Regions from separate parts of the Zea mays genome. Here region 1 is linked to region 2. Evidence: chromatin contacts called from public Hi-C data. All regions are on one chromosome and are shown on one strand. The core of a region is the stretch at or near the end of the contact, and the rest is flanking DNA. Distances in the headings are between cores, read along the strand shown. Region 1 holds the start of LOC100193212. Region 2 holds the start of LOC103635817 (phosphoglycerate kinase, chloroplastic).

The links. Hi-C and Micro-C count contacts between places; a contact is called where the count stands out from the background.
Region 1: a Hi-C map of ear shows a contact between it and region 2, with 4 times the contacts expected there. The contact joins the promoter of LOC100193212 here to the promoter of LOC103635817 in region 2. A contact is called at or near these places in 11 of 25 Hi-C or Micro-C datasets (bundle sheath, ear, leaf and 4 more).

The regions. Positions count from the first base shown.
Region 1 is chr8:123,738,052-123,743,349 of Zm-B73-REFERENCE-NAM-5.0, reverse strand. It overlaps LOC100193212, which reads left to right and starts at 3,432. Exons shown (of 3, transcript NM_001138365.1): 1 at 3,432-3,653.
Region 2 is chr8:123,531,796-123,537,192 of Zm-B73-REFERENCE-NAM-5.0, reverse strand. LOC103635817 (phosphoglycerate kinase, chloroplastic) reads left to right here and starts at 2,269. Exons shown (of 6, transcript XM_008658193.4): 1 at 2,269-2,973; 2 at 3,403-3,480; 3 at 3,576-3,836; 4 at 4,003-4,320; 5 at 4,418-4,576; 6 at 4,678-5,201. The coding sequence starts at 2,566. The coding sequence ends at 4,887. LOC100285605 (metacaspase type II) reads left to right here and starts at 455. Exons shown (of 2, transcript NM_001158496.1): 1 at 455-933; 2 at 1,181-2,232. The coding sequence starts at 585. The coding sequence ends at 2,058.

The DNA of each region.
Region 1 (5,298 bases), core at 2,183-4,682, 200 kb before region 2:
CTGCACACCAAATAGAACATTCATAGGTCACAACCTGTTGGACAGCTTGAACTCAGGGTCTTTTCCCATCAAACACACAAACATTTCCATGTTTCCAAATCTCCCATGTGACCAACATAATGAGAGAGTTGATGTCCTTTCCCAACTATTTAGAGATCATCTTAGTGATTTTGCACTCCACCACATGATGAATATGTCATTAACTTGTGGAGCAAGATTTTGTAGCCCCAACTTAGTGAACAAAAGGAACCAAACTCTCTAGGGAAGATGCAGGTGGTCAGGCAGTGTTGGATGGTCTAATCACAAAGCGGACAAGAGCCAAGATGAGATAGTCCTCTTTTTGCAAGTCTGTTAGCCATAACTGTCAGCCAGCCAGATGAAGAGAGTACATTTCAATGGAGCCCATGTCTTCCATATGCGTTTCTACATATTTTCTAGAATAAATCCCATGCTTGGATAGACGCCGAGAATGCTGGTTTGGTATGTCTTGCTGCAGATGCAAAATATCCAAAAGGTTTTAGAGCTGTAGATATTCCACTAATAACTGTTAGAGCCCCTACTATATCAGAAAGCCACTTCCGATTTTGTAGGCCTTAGGACACAGTTTTTCTGCCGTTTAGCCCCTTTAGGAACCAAATGAACTAGATTAGGTGCCCATTCTACAACAGTTTTGCCTTGTATCCATCGGTCTGTCTAAAATTTGGTTGATTTCCCATTACCCATCTGAACGACAGAAGCAACATTGAATAAAGCTTACCCATCTGATTGGGAGATCACTCCAAGGTCTTGATGTTGCTGTCTTTTGCAGCCATAACTATCGCGCACATAGAGCCCAACTGAACAGCTCCAGATTGACGATGCCAAGGCCACCCAATTGAATTAACATATGGTTTCGCATTCTAATATAGAAGTGATATCTTAAATGCTGAAAGTTGCTTTTAGAGTTAGCAGACTGTCTACATAATAGTCAAGATGAGCAATGACGCTGGAGACATATACAGTGTGAAGGCCGGGGCCGGCCTACACGGAGGATCTGTATGCGTTTCTTCTTCCCATCCATCGCCCTCCCAAGTTCCAACGTGCGCGCGCTCTCTATCGTGGCGACGCCTGGGCGACCGTCGCTGCCGCCTACGCCCAGGTCTTCTTCGACCTCTTTCTTCTTCTCTTTCTGCTGTGCGAAACCGTGCACCCAAACCCTAACTTATTATATGTATTCGGATCTGGCCTGATTAAGTGTATATGCATGTATATTGCTACTAACTTCGGTTGCTTTGCGATTATAAGGTGTGCATGTGTATTAATGTATACCAATGTCCTTTACTGAGTCCACCCCTGATTAGCTAATGACTATGATTTTGGTATTGCGGCGTGTCTAGGGCCTGCCGTGGCATGCATGCTGACATGAGTTGGGTAGCTGATCCATTTATTGTTACACTCTCTCGATCTATGGTTTAGGTTAAAGTTTTGCACCTGATCAATCGAGATGTCTGCACCTGACGTTGCCGGAAGTTGGAAGTTGCATGGTTATCTAGAGAATATGCTTGATAGTAGCCTGTGAGCAATGTGTTGCGATGAAGCAATATGCCATGTTTGAGGCTTGTAGTTATCAGTTTCCAGTTATTATCTGGACCATGCCAGATTTGTCGCCACATCGATTATCTTGTTGGTCTATGTGAAGTGACGACTGATGCCATACATGCGTGACATACGATTGATTCTTTTAAAACCATACTTTTTTCCTTGTGGGTCACTGGGTCTTAATGATTCCTTGTTTAAGTATTGTCAACAATGAACTGACTTTTCTTGATTAGATCAACAACTATTTTGCATGAAAAACTATGTAGTACGTACTTTGTTGAAGAAGCATTTTCTTTTTGACTAGCAAGTTCTTATCATATAGGTCAGAAGTGCCATCCGTTACTATCCTGTTAATCAAATAATGCTGATGTAGGTGTGTGAGGGAAGGTGTTGTTTGTGTCGTGTTCTCCTCTTAGTTACAGAGGTGCAGCAGATTAGCACACCAAGTTTCTGAGTTGCAGTCCCTTCGTAAAAGTTTATTTGTTTATATGTTTGATTAGCTCACGCTATTGTGGTTTACAAATATGAGGTTAAAATGGAAAAAATAAATAACCTATCATGCACCTACACCAGGAAAGAAAATAAATAACCTATCATGCACCTACACCAGGCTTCAGTAATTTGTAATTTTGTATTGTAACTAATACTGTTTTGATGAACCAAATTTGACATGTCATTAGACCCTGTTACTATTATTACTGAAGCCTTTATCATCATTCCATCCTTTTATCTTTAATCCTTTTGTTGGATGATTGGTCTCACAGACATGAACTAATAATCTGCATTGCTTTACTATTGAGGCTTTTATATTTATGCGTGGTTATTAAGGCGGTAAGGTGAGGCGTGGCGACCCATCCCCTTCCAGAGGCCTAGGAGAATTAGGCGCATGGTGAGGTGACACCATACACATACTCTCAACTACATTAAAGCAGGACAAACTGTCAAACATACATTGATGCAACCTTTTTGCTTCCAATTTTAGAGCCCATGCACAAGCAGCCACCACCCACTAGCTAGAGCAGTTTGTACCCTATCCAATTATCCAAGCACAAGCAGGATACCACATCAAGAAGTATATCAAGTCTAGGATCCAAGCAAGCATAAGCAATATAGTTCAGACTTCTGAACAGAGGAAGGAAAGGAGAGGAATTGTAGAGGAAGGTATTGAGATGAAAAGCAAAGGAGGGGAGAAGAAGAGGTACTTGTGAGCTGAAGTGGAGGATCTTGGGATGTTGGCAGGGAATTGAGCAGAGGAAGGAGATGTTGAGTCCACGTAGAAGCGGAAGAAGTCAATAATCGACGAGGTAGAGGTCAGAGGCATTAGTTGAAATATGTGAAACCCTAATCCTAATTCAGGGTTAGGAGTATATTATATAGGTGAGTTAGGTAGGCCAAGCCCATTACAATAGGGATAATTAGGAAAATACAGGGTAACCCTAACCATATACAATAGTCTAACGGTCTCTCTAACAATTTTCCCTATCCATCTCCCCTTATATATACTTTCTACTATATTTTTATAACTCCCCTTAAAAGATTCTCCCCCTATGTCTTCTGCTATATTTTTATAACTCGCATTAAAAGATTCTCCCCCTATGTCTGGTATGTCTCCAATAATTCACAGTATCTGTATTCCCCTATACCAACTACCTCAAACAAAAGAAAATTAAAAAATGAAAAAAAATACAGCCGACGTCTTCACTAGCACCTTCTCGTACAGCGAAGTAGCGAACAATGCTTACCGGGAGGACTTGGTCACCGGAAACATATGTGCATTTTCTTCCTCTTCCTCACCTCAAGTTCGGGCAATATTTACGGGCTGCGTTGGAGCCGTTCGGGAGACACTGTGCCCCCTACGTTCGGTCCGGGGAGATCCGGAGATATAAGGAGCACCGTTGGAGAGAGCCTAACAGCGTTGATTGGTGGGTGGAGGTTAGACACCAGAGGCTGATGGAGCAGAGGTCGTAGGCACAAATAGGTGGAGGCCATGGAGGCGCAGTAGGAGCCGTGAATTGGTGGAGCGGAAGGGGCTGGAGTGACTTGATGAGGCAGCAGGACTTGCCGCTGGATTCCAGGTGCCGCCAATGCCATCTTCTCTTCTCTCCTCTCTCTCCCTCCCCTTCTTCTCTTCCCTTCTCTCCTCTTTCCCTCCCCTTCTCTCAATTGACGAGCTGCAGGGATGCTGCGTGTTCTTGCAAGAGGTATAGGACTATAGGCGTGAGATTTCCCATCCACACGCTTAGCTCCCCTTCCTGTGCACGGCTCCTTATTTTCCTCTGCACGCATAGCTCTGTGAACTTTTCCCTACATGCGCTCTGCCTTTTTGCTCATGTAGCATCGATGTCATGCCTTGGCAACGACTTTCCTCGTGAGGCGATGCCATACACAGGATATTTGGAATTTTAGTGGCGTGCTTGTTTGGAGTTCATATTATTAGCTCATGCTCATCTAAACGAGGACATATCCTGTGCAATCACTCATTTGGTGCAAGCGTGCAACCAAACCATCCAGAGCATCCAATCTAGATCCAACGGTTTCATATGAAAGAGGTTAAAAGTAAAATAGGTACTATGTTTCAGGTGGAATGGGTTAAATGTAAAATAACAGTCATCATTAGATCTAGATTAGATGCACCAAATCGTTTGATTGCACGCTTGCACCAATATAAGTGATTGCATAAGATATTTCTCCCATCTAAACCACCACAATGGAGTGGAGCGTAAGAGTATGTTTGGTAGAGCTCCCCGTGGTATAGGTTATCTGTGGAAATTGATTCTTTGTGTTAGAATACAAGTGAATTGCCCATCTTTCTCCATCATCATAATTTTTGGGGTTGAACTGGTTGGTGCATGCAACTTAATATGGTATCAAAGTCAGAGTTCTTGAGTTCGAATCATGATTAGCGCAGTTAAATAAAACAATTGTTGTTCGCTATTCTACATCCGAGGCCTAAGATAGTCTTGACATGAGGGGGTGTTAGAATACAATTGAATTGCCCACCCCTCTGCATCAGCTTAAGTTTTAGGGTTGAACTGATTGTATCATATAATTTAATACTCTGATTGAACATGTTTATCTATGATTCTCTATGATAAACTCTATGCATACAGTAACGACACGTGGAGTGAATTAGGAGAAGCTATTTTTTCAGCTTCATCACTTCACATAATCAACATAGAATCATTTTTCAGTAAAAAAAAATGTTTGATAGAGCTCTTTGCTCTGGGAGCTTTGACAGACATGCTCTAAATAATCTTTCTAATTCACATTATTAGCTCTTGCTCATCTAAATCACTACAATGGAGTGCTTGTATGGAGTTTCCAATGTCAATAAGTTTTGCCCTCTTGTTTTTCGTTTGCAATGAGTAGTTGGGTAATCTCCTTAGGTCTTGAGTTAAATTCCCCATGGGAGCGAATTTTAGGTTGGGGATAAAAAATCCACTTGTCTGTCACACGTCAAAGCACAGGTGTAAGGTTAGTCCCCGGTCATAGTTGTTCTCATATAGGCTATGGTGCCGCTGTGTATGGGTGGTGCAGGGTTCAGGGTTTTTTCTCGATCTGCGCTAGAAGATCTTCTTAATATATAATATCTGGGGCTATCTTACCCTCCCGCAGGTCGATTTTTTTTTATCCTTTAATATCACATGGTGAAAAAACTAAATCCACTATTCTGTTCAGTTCAAAATGTTGCAAAATGGCTATACAATATGGAATAGAACT
Region 2 (5,397 bases), core at 1,020-3,519:
AACGGTTGTCGGACATTTTAGAACCGACGGACTAATGTCGTCGAAAATAAGCTCTAAGCCATCAGAAATAATCTATGTTCGACGACAGAGGTCTTATTTTCAATAGCTTAGTCGTCAGAAATTCCTATGTTTACTGTTGTGTTTCAATTGAAAAAATCTAACTAGTGATGATTTGTATCTACCAAATACAATAACCTTTGGCTAAATTCTTCTCATTTACTAACTCCGTTCTCGAATGTTTGTGACTCGCTAGTTTATTTTTAAATTAAAACGTGACAAATAAAGGAACGGAGGGAATATTTATTTACATACATACATTTAAGCTAACCCGATACGATTGTTCACCAAGTGGAAGGCCGCTTTAGCGCCTTTAGCCGACGTCAACCCACCATCCAATACCAAGATGGCGGGGTGGTGGCAATGAGCACCTCGTGCGACAGCACTCCGGAGCTCCACCATTCGATTGGGCAACTCGTCACCGTACCAACCAAACCATCATTCCAGCCGCGGCGGGACACACCGCCTCCGCCGAACTAACGCGACGACGACGCACGGCGGCCTCGTCCGGCACCGGCAGGAGCGCGATGGGGCAGAAGCGCGCCTTGCTGGTGGGCATCAACTACCTGGGCACGGACGGGGAGCTGAAGGGATGCCTCAACGACGTGGCCCGCATGCGCCGCTGCCTGGTGGGCCGCTTCGGGTTCGACGAGGCCGACATCCGTGTCCTGGCCGACGCCGACCCGTCCACGCCGCCGCCCACTGGGGCCAACATCCGGCTGGAGCTCGAGCGGCTCGTGGCGGGCGCGCGCCCCGGGGACGCGCTCTTCTTCCACTACAGCGGCCACGGCCTGCAGCTCCCCGCCGAGACTGGGGAGGACGACGACACCGGGTACGACGAGTGCATCGTGCCATGCGACCTCAACTTGATCAAAGGTGTGCTCTCCCATCTGTTTTTCTCTGCGTTTAGCAGCGAGCACTTAGGATCGAGCGTTAGTTGCATTCGTAGGCACACCGTTGGTATCTGATGGTTAGGTTCCGCTAGCCTTCATACAGTATCCCCTCCGAAGACGAGCTTAGTAACAAGGGTTGCATGTATGGGTCGCAAATCTATCATGTAATTAACAAACGACTAGATAATTTTGTGGGCTGCCATATGCACCTTTTCCTGATCTCCATGCAGACCAAGATTTCACGGATCTCGTGGCCAAGGTCCCTGACGGCTGCCGCTTCACCATGGTCTCGGACTCGTGCCACAGCGGCGGCCTGATCGACAAGACCAAGGAGCAAATCGGGAACAGCACCAAGCAGAACAGAACCCAGCAGCGCCGAGAGCGCGAAATGAAGCCTCCTCCTCCCGCTCCCGGTTCCGCACTCCGCGTCTCCCTCGCGCGAATCGTCCGTGGCGTGCTGGAGTCTCTGGGGTGCATCCACTGCAGTCGTTGCCGTGTCCAGCAGCAGGGCAACAGCAATAGCAGCAGCATCAGCAACCGGTCGCTGCCGCTGTCGACGTTCATCCAGATGCTCAGGGACAAGACCGGAAGGCACGACGTCGGCGTGGGCTCCATCCGCACGACGCTGTTCCACCACTTCGGCGACGAGGCGAGCCCCAAGGTCAAGAGGTTCATGAAGGCCATGCTGTTAGGCAAGCTCCGGCACGACGGCAAGGAAGCGGAGGAGCAGTCGCGCGTTCCCAGGGAGGCAGAGGTGGAGGAGACCCTGGCGCAGGACGCGCACAGCGTCGAGGAAGTGTACGCGGGGCCGGCTGCGGCGGCGGCGGCGGCCAGGGTGCCGCCGCGCAACGGCGTCCTGATCAGCGGGTGCCAGACGGACGAGACCTCGGCGGACGCGACCACGGCCGACGGCATGTCCTACGGCGCGCTGAGCAACGTGATCCAGACCATCCTCGCCGGGGACGGCAAGAAGCGCGGCGTGGCGCTGGCGGTGACGAACCGAGAGCTGGTGGTCCGGGCGCGGGAGCTGCTGTCCAGGCAGGGGTACACGCAGCAGCCCGGGCTCTACTGCAGCGACGAGCACGCCACGCTGCCCTTCATCTGCTGAAGACGAAATAAACTCCGTGTACAGTGAATTTCAGGCTTCATTAGTTCATTTTACGGGATGCTACGTTGTGTTGTGTGTGTAACAGAATTGACACTTTGTGTTGACTCGTGGTGTGCCGCAGCCTGCGTATGTTATGGTGTTACTGTTACGTTGTTACCTGATGACGTTGACCTTCTTCTCAGTCCCTGCTGTCCTGCTCCAAAGTGTGCAAGTGCGAAGGGGCGGCGATCCAAGATCACACAAAGGACAGGGGAAATCGAAGCCACCGAGCCCCCACACGTCGCCATCGCCGTGATCGATTATACCGCCGTCTCCTCCCCCCGCAGCCCGCACCCACCCCACCGGAACCGTCGTCCCGACCTCTCGCCAGCGATAAGCAAATCCCCGCCTCACTCTCTCGTCCACAGACAAAGCCACGACCCACAAGTGCCCCCCTCCTCCCGCGCTCCCAAATCACTCCCTCTCTGTCTCTCCACTCCACTCGCCGCCGCCGCCGCCCGAATCTCAATGGCGTCCGCGGCCGCCCCGCCAACCTCCCTCTCCCTCGCGGCCCGTGCGGCAAGCAGGGCGGCCGCCGCCCCGCTCCGCAGGGGAGGCCTCGCCGCGGCGCGCCAGCCGGCGCGGTCGCTGGCGTTCGCGGCGGGCGACGCGCGGCTCGCGGTCCACGTCGCGTCGCGGTGCCGGCAGGCGTCCTCCGCGCGCGGCACGCGGGCCATGGCCACCATGGCGAAGAAGAGCGTCGGGGACCTCACGGAGGCCGACCTCAAGGGGAAGCGCGTCTTCGTGCGTGCCGACCTCAACGTGCCGCTCGACGAGAACCAGAACATCACCGACGACACCCGCATCCGGGCCGCCATCCCCACCATCCAGTACCTCCTCGGCAAGGGCGCCAAAGTCATCCTCTCAAGCCACTTGGTGAGTTCCCGCCCCTACGCCCTTCCCGTATCTCATCTCATTTGGGGAAGTAATGCTCTTCGCACGCATAGACAATGTAGGAATTCAGTACTCCTTGGATCACTTCTATTTTCGTTTTTGGGCACAAACTAGGAATTGATGCAAAGGTAAAAGAGAATCCTTCTAGAAAAAAATAAAAGTAGAAGAAGGCTGAGCCAAGGATCTCGCAGACACCCACAATGTAGGAGCCAAGGATCTGCACAATGACAGTGTTTAATCAAACTCGTGATTTTGTATATGCACACTGGATATTAATTGCATATTTGCTTCCAGTGTTCAATGATAATTTTATGAAATATAGCTGAAGCAATATATTTTTCTCGGTTAGCTGCTTAATTTCCTTGTCATCCAACTATGGTTAAAATCCTCCATTTTGCTCTGGATGTGCAGGGTCGCCCTAAGGGTTTTACACCCAAGTTTAGCTTAGCCCCCCTTGTTGCACGGTTGTCTGAGCTTCTTGGCATTCAGGTATTGATTTATTCTACATCATTGGTGCTTCTAATTAAATCACTTGTGCTAATTGATTGTTCTGACTAAAGCGTGTGTACTATACCCACGAATAGGTGCAAAAAGCCGACGATGTTATTGGCCCTGAAGTTGAGAAGCTGGTGGCCGCCTTGCCCAATGGTGGGGTTTTGCTCCTTGAGAACGTAAGATTCTACAAGGAAGAGGAGAAGAATGACCCAGAGTTTGCGCAGAAGCTTGCCTCCGTAGCAGATCTTTACGTTAATGACGCGTTTGGAACAGCCCACAGGGCACATGCATCGACTGAGGGAGTTACAAAGTTCTTGAAGCCTTCTGTTGCAGGGTTCCTTTTGCAGAAGGTTATATTTCTTTTTCTATGTTTACATGTTCCATTTTGTAACATAGAAACTATGAAAGATGGCATCAAAGAAAAACAATGCTACATAAAACAGAAAATAGCGATTATTTTCACTTTCCCCTCAATCTCAATCTGATCCTTTTATATTTAACAAAATCAATTTGCAGGAGCTTGACTACCTTGTCGGAGCTGTTTCAAGCCCTACACGCCCATTTGCTGCCATCGTGGGTGGTTCAAAGGTGTCATCCAAGATCGGGGTTATTGAATCCTTGTTGGAGAAGTGTGATATCCTTCTCTTGGGTGGTGGTATGATCTTCACATTTTACAAGGCACAAGGTCTTTCTGTCGGTGCTTCGTTGGTTGAGGAAGACAAACTCGATCTTGCAACATCTCTACTTGCAAAGGCTAAGGAAAAGGGTGTCTCCCTTATGTTGCCAACCGATGTTGTCATCGCTGATAAGTTTGCTCCTGATGCTAACAGCCAGGTTTGTTGCATCTTCTCCTTTCCTAACCAGCGGTTCTTCTGTAGCAAAGTTGAAGCATATCTCAGGAAGAAACTTGACCGTATATTTTTTTCTACAGATTGTTCCAGCATCTGCAATTCCTGATGGTTGGATGGGGCTGGATATTGGCCCAGATTCCATTGCTGCATTCAACGCAGCCCTGGAAACAACCCAGACTGTCATCTGGAACGGGCCCATGGGTGTTTTTGAATATGACAAGTTCGCTATAGGAACTGAGGTAAAGCACTGATCAACCATACTGATGTAGCTTAGCTATCGAACTGAGGACTGTCTGGAGGTTACAGTGAAAGAAACCTAACCCTGATATCTCTTTTGTAGGCTGTGGCAAAGAAGTTGGCAGAACTTAGCCGCAAGGGTGTGACAACTATCATCGGAGGTGGAGACTCTGTCGCCGCCGTTGAGAAGGTCGGAGTTGCTGACGTTATGAGCCACATTTCCACCGGAGGTGGTGCCAGCTTGGAATTGTTGGAAGGAAAGGAGCTTCCAGGAGTTACTGCATTGGATGAAGCAGCCACTGTGACTGTATGAAGCAAGTTTTCATTTTGTTTCATCTTCTTTTTTGGAAGTTACCGGGGGAGGGACTCCCACCTGAATAAGGTGCGCAAGGCCAGGATTGTTGGCTCAACCACAGGGAGCGCACGCCACCGCATCATCTTCATGTACCATTGTATACTTGCTACATTCTTGCTTGCTCCTCCTCAGCCGCTCGAAATGTAGGAGATCAATGATTTATAGAGCTCTGGAAATCGTTTGAACAAGGAGTAAGCGACCCAAGTAATATGCTTACTGAGTCATCTTTCCTTTGTGACGTAACAAATTACATAAAAACCCTTCGAAGGTAACCTAGCCTATTCAACCATTGGTAACTAGGAGTTTTATCCTTTGTGCACCAGGACCAGCTTTGCCGAGCTAAGTGTGAATTTTCTTTTCTGTTCTTTGTCAAAGAAGCAAACTCTAGCGTCATGCCTCGTTAGAATCTAGATTTTACGTTATGGAGTTCTGCTGCTGAATCTTTTTCTGGGCCATGACATTGTAAAA